2 separate regions of the Mus musculus genome follow, and region 1 is linked to region 2. Evidence: chromatin contacts called from public HiChIP or PLAC-seq data. All regions are on one chromosome and are shown on one strand. Each heading gives the region's core, a stretch centred on a gene start, on an enhancer-like site or on the middle of the called end of the contact. The rest is flanking DNA. Distances are from core to core; before and after follow the strand shown.

Region 1 (4,925 bases), core at 2,157-4,656, 630 kb before region 2:
CATAAGGAAAGAATGCAAGAATGAAAAAAATTTCAATCTAACCCTCAGATTAAAACCCCTGCTTATAATCAGGCTGTAGGTTTTTATTAGCATAGCTTCAATTTACTTGATCTCAAATAATCTTTGCCTTTCATGCTTAATTGTGCAGCAAAGAACATCACTAATACGTCCTTTCACTGCCCAAGTAAAGACTGGAAACACCTACACCAACATGTTAAACTTAGGTAGTGTGTTGCTTTGTAATTCCAAACACATAGGTAAAAATTCAAGAGCTAGCTGATGCTAATGTTGCTTGAATGCTGGGCTAGGCCAGCCCCAGAGCCTGCTGCACAGTTTGTAGTAATAGGCTGCTAGATTGCAAGGCCTGCCTCAGGTTCATTGTTGAGTAGTGAAGATGATATGGGCCCATCTATACGTGTGCCCAGTTATCTAAGCCAGTAAGCAGCAACAACACAAATATGAGAGTGGCAAGTCTCCCAGTCTCTGCCGTGCTTTTCAGAAGAGCTTTATCTTCTCATTCATCAAAAACAGTGAGCCCCCAGTAAGTATCAAGCACTGTAGGCCACATTGCATGGTGGAGTTTTCGTGCCAGCCACTGAAAGCCAAGCAATGGGATTAGAAAATAAACTCTGTAATACATTAAAAGATGATAAGAAACAGAAAAATCTTAGATCTGACCATAGGGAGAAAGGAGAGTTAGTGAGGTAGAGCTTCAGTTTAAAAACCAGGGTTCAGCATGGCACGCTAGGTTTTGTGTGGATTAGACCTGCACAGCTGCCCTGGGCCCACTCTCAAAAGAACCTACACTTGATGCAGTATTCTGTAGACATCAGGTTGACATTCTCTATAAGCTATCCCTTGAACTTGTATTTCTAAAGCCAAAACAGGAACACATAATCGAACAGAGGCAGTGCTTACACCACAAGTGTCTTAAGTTTGTTGAGATTCTAGTTAAAAAGTTGCATTGGACAAGGTCAACCGTGGTCATGACAGATTGTCCTGAGTGCTCACTTATTACAGTCATGGATGTCCGAAAAACCGGTGAGAAGTAACCAGAGAGGTCATTGACCTGGTAGACTTTCCAGTGGGCCAGGATGGAATGGATGCAAATAACAGCAGAAACAAGAGCCACGAGAATCAGAGGGATGGGTGCTCCATTCCTGACTGTGCAAACAGAGGAAATTAATCTCCTGCCAGATCCAAGCTTATAACCCTTACTGAAACTAAAATGGATGCATTAAATCAGAGCATATGACTTCCTAATAGCAGTATGAAATACGCCGATGGAGAAGCTAGACGAGAACTAAGAACAACAGGGTAAACTAGCACACATGCATGAAGATGTCACAATGAAATCTACTGTTTCATATACTAACTTAAAAGAATAAAAAACAAAGGTGTCTAAGAAAGCTCTACAGCTCCCGCTCAGGAAAGATCTTTACAGTAAAGGTTTTTGGGTTGTTGTTTTGGTCTTTTGTTTGTTTACTTGTTTGTGAGACAAAGTTTCTCTATGTAGCCCTGGCTGGCCTAGAACTCACTCTGTAGACTAGGCTGGCCTTGAACTCAGAAATCTACCTGCCTCTGCTGGGATGAAAGGTGATTGCCGCTATCTCCAGGCTACAATAAAGTTTTAAATTATTTATTATTATTTATAATAATAATAATAATAAAATCAGAGCAATAACTTGATGGCTGAAAGACATGGACAGAATTCTGGACTGAAATGGGGTGAGCACAGAGATCTTTATGATGCTATAACCCTTCAGTGTTCTGCTGGAGACACTGTGGCTTGTGGAAGGTGTTCAGCTCAGCAAGGTCGTTGATAGACCCAAGAGGAAAGAAGGCAGGGAGAAATGACTCAAGACTAGATCTGAGACTGTGGCTCTATCCACTCTGTATGAGGAGTCCTTATCCACAGGGGAAATACATTGAGTGTACTGAATTACCGTGCCTGCCTAAACCAGCCACTTTAGTGGGCCTAATGTCATTTGCTCATATAAATGTTCCCTACCAATTCATTCCTTTTTCACAGTGGCCGAGGAAATGTACATTCATTGTTAAAACAAACAAAGAACCCTTCTGTGCTGCCTGACTTGCAAGTGATGCTGAGACCCTCCCAGGATACAGGCTCAGCAGAGAATATCCCTGCCCTTTATTTGGTTTGTGGGAAGGGAGTGGGAGGCTATTGTTTGGATCCAGGACTGGCAATGTACACTGGAACATTCCTTCTCCACCTAAGCCCTGAGACAACCGCAATCCAGGAAAGAGTTAAGTCAGAAAGAGGAAAATATCTCACCAGCATAGCTTTTAAACAAAAGACATGAAAATGGAGGCTCTCCGTATATGGAAAAATTTTCCCTTTTCATCCATATTGATAGCCAGAGGGGGTTATTATTGAGAATATGGGTAAAGTTACTGCCAGTTTTTGCTGCTACTCGTGTTTAAAAAGAAACTATGGAAACCGAGAGAAGGAATATTAATTAAGTTCAAATTTGGAATGTCTTTGCCAGGCGTGGATGAATGAATTCAATGAAGCAACCTGTTGGGTTGAAACTCAGTGTTTTGTTTGCAATTAAAAGAGTGCTGAACTTTTCATAGATTAACACTTTTTGCAGTAATCTTATTAAAAGGTTATTTCTTCATGAGATTAGTTCTGGAATGCATTTTTTTTCTATTTAAAGAACCAGTAGATATTTTCTCTCCACCCCCTCCCCCACAATTGTAAGTAGCTGCATTACTAAGTATGCCCCCCAATGTTTACAAATGTTAATACATTTACTTGCTAAAAATAACACCAAATGGCACAGACTAGCAAATCCTCAAACACCCCAGCCTTGGCATCTTCCCCCACCTCTAACTGAAGAAACTTGTTACCAGTCTGGTAGATCATTAAGAGATTTGATTTGCAAAAACTAACTTCTCTCACCTGGAAATCCAAGCAACCTACAAGTTACTGGACCTGTTTTAATTTTTTTTAAGAGCCTGTGGTTTGAATATATATATAAACTTTCTAAGGTCCTTGGATAGTTACATGGTCTAAGAGTTATTTATAGCCTGTGACTTTTCTAAGACTGTTTCCAGTACTGAAAGACAGAGGCCCAAGTGGATAACGCTAACGAACAAATCTGAAACGAGACAATTCTTCATTTAAATAAAGCTAGACTAGCTTCATTGGCCACCGCGGGGGGTGGGTGGGGGGTGGGGGGGTGTTAAAGGATGCCCCCACTTTACAATGTGAGTAAGTTGTGGCCGTCGTAGTTCTCTGATTAATTTGCTTCTTTCTGGTAGGGGGATAGCAATGCTGAGGCAAACACTGACGAAACTGGAAATCAGCTCTGTTTAGTAAATGGGAAGCCGCGTTCTAAACACAGACAGCATCCTAAGGGCTCTGCTCGCATGCTAAGCCGCGTGCCTGGCTGATGGGCCGCCGCAGCTGCGGAACAATGCACTTCTCATGGATGGTAGGAGGGAGGCAGTCTTGTTTCAAGTAATACTATTTCTGGGCGGTAATCCAAAATGCGCAGTAGGCAGAAGTTAAAAGGAAGCGCTTGCTTTTAGGTTTTTAAAATATATCCCTTAATCCAGGGTGATGATTGACAATCATGATTTAGAGTATGAGGGGCCGCTCTTTAATCCAGTAAGTTTGATGTTATTTGTGTATCTAGTAGGGCTTTTATTCCACTAAAACTAAGTGGAAGCCTGTGCAATTGATGCCGCATTTCAGAATTGATTCTTGGCCTGTGCTCTATTTACAGATTAGTAAGCACACAGGATCCGGCCTCCTCATCTTTTTGAAATTTAAAGGTCTTGAAAGGCACATTTACAATTAAAATGTTTCTTGCTGTGTACGAGTGTGACCAGGAAGTGACGTTTTTTTCCCCCCTGTGATTTAATTTTTTTTCCCTAAACCAGAAAAGAAGCAGTTTGTAAGATTTTCTAATACAATTATCAAATGGAGCCTTAACCATTCATTCTGTTTACAGGTGGCTGAAATATTGTCGCCGATGCCTCTGTGTAATTTGTTGGAAGCACATTTGAGACATGTTACTGAACGGTCCCCTAGCCTTTGTTCCCCCTGTAGATCTCCATGGACGCTTTTTCTGGAGACTAGATCACTGTGCAGCCATTGTGCGCCTATTGTTTTCATCAACTGGGGCAATACTCTTCATAAAAGGCCCACATGATGAAACCATCATCTCGGAATCAAGAAGTCCAAAACTAAGATATAAACAGAGGGATCAGAGTGAGGGGTGCACTCTACGGTAGGGATGGAACGTGCTTCTTGTCCCTCGAACTGTCCTTGCTGTCCTTTCTTCAATCCTGAATAAAACAAACTGGCCTTAGAAATGAGAGGAGGAAAGGAAAAGCCGGAGTGACAGAGTTTTGTCTGCATTCTGAGGTCTTTAATTGGGAAATTCTTAAAGTAGAACACATTCACTGCGAAGCGTTTGGAAACTATTGAAACAGAGAGAATGCTGTGATCCCTGGTTCAGAGCAAAGACAGTCTTTGTTATATTTGACTTGTTTCGTTGTAAGGTTCTGGACTTCAGGGCTAAAACACTTCCCAGGAGACATTGAAGCTTTGGAGTGGGGACCTGGGTGAGACAAAGGGCTATGGGTTTGCTTTGTGTGAGCAAAACTTTCTGTGATTAAAAAAAAAAAAGAGTAATGGGTCCTTTTTGTGTTTAGAATATACTCTAATGTGATAAGTGAATGTTTACAGTACTGCTGTCTGTTAACATTTCCAAAGGCTCTTTGGCGTGCGCACACGCGCGGGGTGTGTGTGTGGGTGTTTAGGGAATTGTGTATTTGGTATTTAAAGGCTAATAAAAAATTGACAGGGAAATCATGTCAGACTATCTGCTGGAAACCAGCTATCAGTCCATATCCTTCCAGCCTTTAGACTTTCAGGCTCTTGTCATGAG
Region 2 (5,077 bases), core at 845-3,344:
CAGCACCCCCTCCAAAGTAGTTTGGGTAGACTTTAAAGGAAGGGGAGAGCGCAGGCAAGAGGGCAGAGAATGGGGCTGAGAGTAAGAAAGGTAGCTAAGGAAGGAGCTAGAAAAGAAAAAGAGGAGAGAATGCAAGTAGGAAGGAGGGCAGGGCAGACATCTTGCGCTGGTGCATGGTGGATTCCTTAAACTCACCACTGAGCAGGATGCGTGGTTTTTTTTGGAGAAGGGAGTTTGTTGCAACAGCATCCAGGATCTTCTGAGTGACCATACTCCAGATATTCTGCTAGAACACAGTTGTTCACACATTCGAGGCTATATACCATGGCATTGGGATGCAGACGTAGAGGGCTAGGCCGATAACCCCACAAACCAACAAGTGAAGAGAAGAGCCAGGCACGGAGCACGGGCACTGTTTGCCTCCGAGCGGGCAGCATCTTTTTGGGGTTTTAGGCAAGGATTGACCTCAGTGGTGAGATTTTCGTAGCACTCCGAGGCAGCCGTGAGAATCCCATATTCTAGCCGTGGCTTTTAGTACCTGTGGCACTGTCTTTGGTCAAAAGATGGCAGCAATGTTCAACTGCTTCTTGAGATGCAGGGCAGCGGGAAGAGCTGCTGACAGCTAAAGGTTAATGGAGAAGGGAAAGGTATCCCTGAGGACTGCATATGCACTTTCCACCCAGATCATTTATCACAATATTGGAAGTATTAAAAGTATCACAGTTCACTTTAAACCGGTTCAAGTGTAAAAATTATTCATTCATTCATTTGCCGGTGTACAGATCTGAGTGTTCATTAATTTCCCAGGTGTTGAGTCCCTGACAGATCCTATCAATGATGGCTGACAGTGCTTGTCAGCAAAAACAGACATAGTCCTAGTTCCCATTAAGTATAGAGTCCAGTGTATGGATGGAATGGAGGTGGAAAGCATGGAAATTAACTTGTAACAATTAAAAGAATATCGTTAATAGTAATTTAAAACTTTCTGTTTCTGAAATATTTAAAAATATTCAAGTTTGGGCTAGAGAGATTGCCCAGTGGTTAAGAACACTGGCTCCTGTTCCAGAGGACCCAGCACTACATAGTGGCTCACAACCACCATCTTCCAGGGGATCTGATGTGGTCTTCTGACTTCTGTGGGTTCCAGGCATACAAATGGTGCATATGCATAAATACAGGCAAAACACTCATGCACACAAAGTAAAAATAAGTAGATCTAAACAATTAGGTAAAAATATACCTGTTTACTTTTCTATTGGTTGAGCAGTTCTCGAGTGTCTAGAAAGTGTCTGGCATAAAGCAGATACTTCAATAAGGACCACTAACTGAATGAAGGTATATACAGGTGCCCCTTGGAACTCATAAGGGGTTAGGAATCCATTACTTTCTAAAGATTCCATGATCCATAGATTCTCAGGTCTTATATAGAATGGAAGCACATTTGAACATAGCTGGTACAGGCTATACTGTGTATTTTCAGTCATCCTCAGATACTGATCATATATCTAATGAGATGCATAAATAACTCTACTGTATTATGTAACAGTGAAAAGACAAAAATCCACACACATTGAGTATAGCTGAAAAACATTCCAAACATTTTAATTGTGGATGATTTATTCTGTGAATTAAGAGACCCCATGCATGTGGAGGATCGCCTATAATTCTAAACTTGAGCTACACATATCCAGAATATGATCTTGTGTGAGCGATTAGCCCAGGAACAGGAAATGGGTGAGAGGAGAGGATATTTGAGACAAGCTATGCAGGATAAATGGATGGTAACCTGAGCTTGTGTGCACTTGTGTACTGGGCAGGAGGTCTGCAGGCGCAAGGAGAAAAGGGGAGACGACTGTGATAGGCTGGGGTGCAGAGGCCTGGAACATGGCTTGTTGCAGGGAAGTAAGAGCCAGCAGAGTGGCTGCAGCCCAAGGAAGAAAGCTAATGCTTTCCCGTGATGCTCAACTCAGTCAGGTGGGTGCTTGGGAGCCAATGGGGTAACGAGAGAGGGGAATAAGAGTGGACCTGAGAGCAAGCGAAAAGCTGTTTCGAGTCTGGATGAGAAATGACTGCAGTGTGGATTGTGAGCGGTGACAGAGGGTAAGAAGTGACAAAGTCACCAGATGACTACTCAGAGATGCGCAGGCAGCCTGTAGAGTACGAGGGACGGGGAATCCCTGGTGTGACTTACAGATTCTGACTTTGATAGGAAGTCCCGGAGGAAAGTGAATTTAGGTCTTGTAGATAGATGAGAAATTGAGACGTCGTATGCACAGCCAGATGGAAGGAGCGGAGCAAAGAAGGTCCGGAGATGATGGTCCAGGAGTTGACGACCTTTTGGCTGTTTGCAGAAAGCCATAGGAGAGGAACCGAAGCCAAGCCCCAAGGAGCTCTCACACTTAGCACAGATGAAGGACAGACCTACTCGAAAGACAGAAGCTGAGGCTGAGGAGAGGAGGAAGACAACTCTGAAAGTAACCAGTGGATCTCTCCAGAAGCAGGACGGCCACTCCTCCTTGTCTTCGTTTCTTTTCTGGCCCTGTGATAAAACCTCTGACAAAAGCAACTCAGGGATGAAAGGGTTAATTTTAGCTCGGAGTCCCAGGGGCTAGAATCCATCATGGAGAAGAGGTGTAGGCATAGTCAGGGAAGGCACAGTAGTTGGAGCAGGAAGCTGGCTCCTCACATTTCCACATCCAGGACGAGACAGGGAATAGCAAGCGGGGTAGTCTAAAACAACCTGTAAGTTGACCAACAACATAGTTCTGCCACTATAATTCTACCTTCTAAAGCCCCATGGCCTTCTCAAACAGCACTACCAGCTGGAATTTATCAAATGTTCAAACACCTGAGTCAATGAGAGGTGTTTTATATTCCAACCACATAGCGGAGTTCTGGGAGACGGTCAGCACGTCTTTCCCATCACCCACCCACTTAGTTCCTACTTAAACATGGGCATCTTTGGTTCTCCGTAGAAGAGAGTCCTGTTGTAGTCTCCAGAACCCAACCAGAGACAGCAGCTCTGGTTAATCTGAAAGATGAATTAATGGAGATTTTATTGGTCGATGTGAAGGAAAACATTGGGCTGTTAGGAAACCTGAGACAGACTCTGAACTCCCAGGCTGTCCTGTTCTGACAGAGGGAGGACTTCTGGAACTTTCCAGGATTGCAGCACTATCATTAAATATCAGGGAGGGTGGCAGGTGTGGGGTCCTTTATAGACATAAAGGTCCTTTACAGACATACAGGAGTTTACCAAGTTCCTATAAGACCAAGGATCTAAAGGAGTCTTAGAAGACCAACAGTGTCAGATACCCAGACGGCAAAAGGAATTTTGAAATTAGTTTTATTAAAACTGAATCACTCAATTTATAAATCTGGACGCTTTATAGAGGCAAACATTTATTCTGAAAAAAAAAAACAAAAACAAAACCAAAAAACTAAAAGCTGCATGAATGGCTTCAATCTGTCTTGCTGTGAACGCCCTATCCTAACCAAAAATAAGAAAAGAAAACAAAAAACTTCCCAAAAAAATCTATTAGCGATGCAAGGATAAACAGAAAACTTTAACAAAATAGACTTAGGACCACCCAAGTTAATGGATTCCAGACCAAATAGCGGAAATGAAAAGATTTCCACTAAATCCTCTCACCCTTGTTTCACAGGCAAGGGGAAGCAAAGGGTCTTCCAGTCAGGCACAGGAAAGCCTTGCCTCTTGGAGTCGCTACAAGGTTCAGTATTCCCCAGGACCGTGAGATGCCTGGCTTTCTGCTGCTTACCATGGCCCAGTCCCCAAGTGGCAAAACCCTTCCCTACATTGGAAGTTATCCCTCAGGCAGCCCCACAACAGCCAAAATAGCCATTGCACACAAGCACAAACAAGTTCCCAGGGCCTCACAATGTGTCTGAACTGTGCTGACTACAGCTTTGTGCAAATGAAATCCCACCACAGATTAATATCTCATTTGCTCTAGCCCTACTTTCAAGATACCTGATGCTGAGGTTTGTGTGCCATGGAACAAACCTACCAGGAGAGTTCTTGGGTTGAAGAGGCCCTGGTCTTTGCCTTATATTGGGGATCAGGAACTCTTTCTTAGAGCCAACTTCCCCAAACCACAAGACAACAGATATTTGTCTTGTGAGGCAGTAGTTGGAGGGACTCTGGTGGATTCAATCTTCCTTCCATGGCCAATGTCATTCTATATTCTGTTATTAACGCATGTTAATTATTCATATTCATGAAACCCAGTTTGCTATTTTAGTTCACACAGAGTGCTCTGATTGAGTTCTTTAGTACTTAAAAGTATATTTACGTAATGTAAAGATACTGGGATTTCTTTTCTTAGATGAAAAATATGGGGCCGGTCATGGTAGCTCATGCCTTAATGCCAGCATCCCTGAGGCAGGGAGATCTCTGGCATGCTCAGACATATGTTTGCATACCTGCACTGACAGTGGTAATGCATACAAAACACAAGGGTCAAACAAAACCAAAGAAGGCACATTCTTGTCTTATTAATGGAAGTCCAGTAGGTGGTTAAACTGTGGAGGAGCATGGCAGAAACAGCTGTATTGGTAATCACTGAAATAAACAACATTGGAGTTAAAATTACCAAGTTGCACACAAAATTTGTTAATGTGGGCCAGTGAGATGGTAGAACTGTAATTCTGGGGGTTTTCTTTACCCTTTTTGCTCCCAAGTAATGACAGGACATTTCCATGCCTGCTCTAGCCTGTGTTAGCTCCTGAATAAATGACACAGAGACCTAATAAATGTATTAACAAGCTTCAGGCACGGTTCTGGGAAGGCACTCATCTATTCTAACCCTCTATGGCTGCCTCCTTGCCAGCCACATGGCCCTTCCCCTGCAATAGGAGTCTTGCCCCGGCTTGCTCTGTTCCATGTGTGTCCTCATGGAGACTCTTCTGACCATCGGCTCATGGAGAATCTTCCTGGTCCTTCCTTCTCTCTCTTCCTCCTTTCTGCCTCTCTCCTTTTGCTTGGGACCCCCTGACTAGGATTGTAAGTCTTGCCCTATTCCCTTCTGCTCAGCTATAGGCTGAATCAGCTCATTAT

Evidence for each region. HiChIP or PLAC-seq counts read pairs in DNA pulled down with a chosen protein or histone mark.
Region 1: a contact with region 2 is called in an H3K4me3 HiChIP or PLAC-seq map of embryonic limb bud, with 5 times the contacts expected there. The contact joins two enhancer-like sites. A contact is called at or near these places in 7 of 39 promoter capture datasets (cranial neural crest, frontonasal cranial neural crest, hippocampal neurons and 3 more), 1 of 15 datasets of contacts at CTCF or cohesin (stem cell-derived epiblast-like cells), 17 of 484 Hi-C or Micro-C datasets (the CH12 cell line, astrocytes, brown adipocytes and 13 more) and 9 of 115 datasets of contacts at active chromatin or transcription factors (embryonic basal ganglia, embryonic fibroblasts, embryonic forebrain and 4 more).

What each region holds. Positions count from the first base shown.
Region 1 is chr14:48,989,477-48,994,401 of GRCm38.p6, reverse strand. No RefSeq gene overlaps it. Among named protein-coding and RNA genes, the nearest start is that of Gm36024, 6.8 kb to the right of the region's middle. Within about 2 kb of position 3,406, at least 96 of the 459 cell types and tissues checked have an H3K27ac peak or open chromatin away from gene starts, as enhancers often do. A contact at or near this core is called in embryonic limb bud, where this site is marked.
Region 2 is chr14:48,354,463-48,359,539 of GRCm38.p6, reverse strand. No RefSeq gene overlaps it. Among named protein-coding and RNA genes, the nearest start is that of Tmem260, 89 kb to the left of the region's middle. Within about 2 kb of position 2,094, at least 9 of the 459 cell types and tissues checked have an H3K27ac peak or open chromatin away from gene starts, as enhancers often do. A contact at or near this core is called in embryonic limb bud, where this site is marked.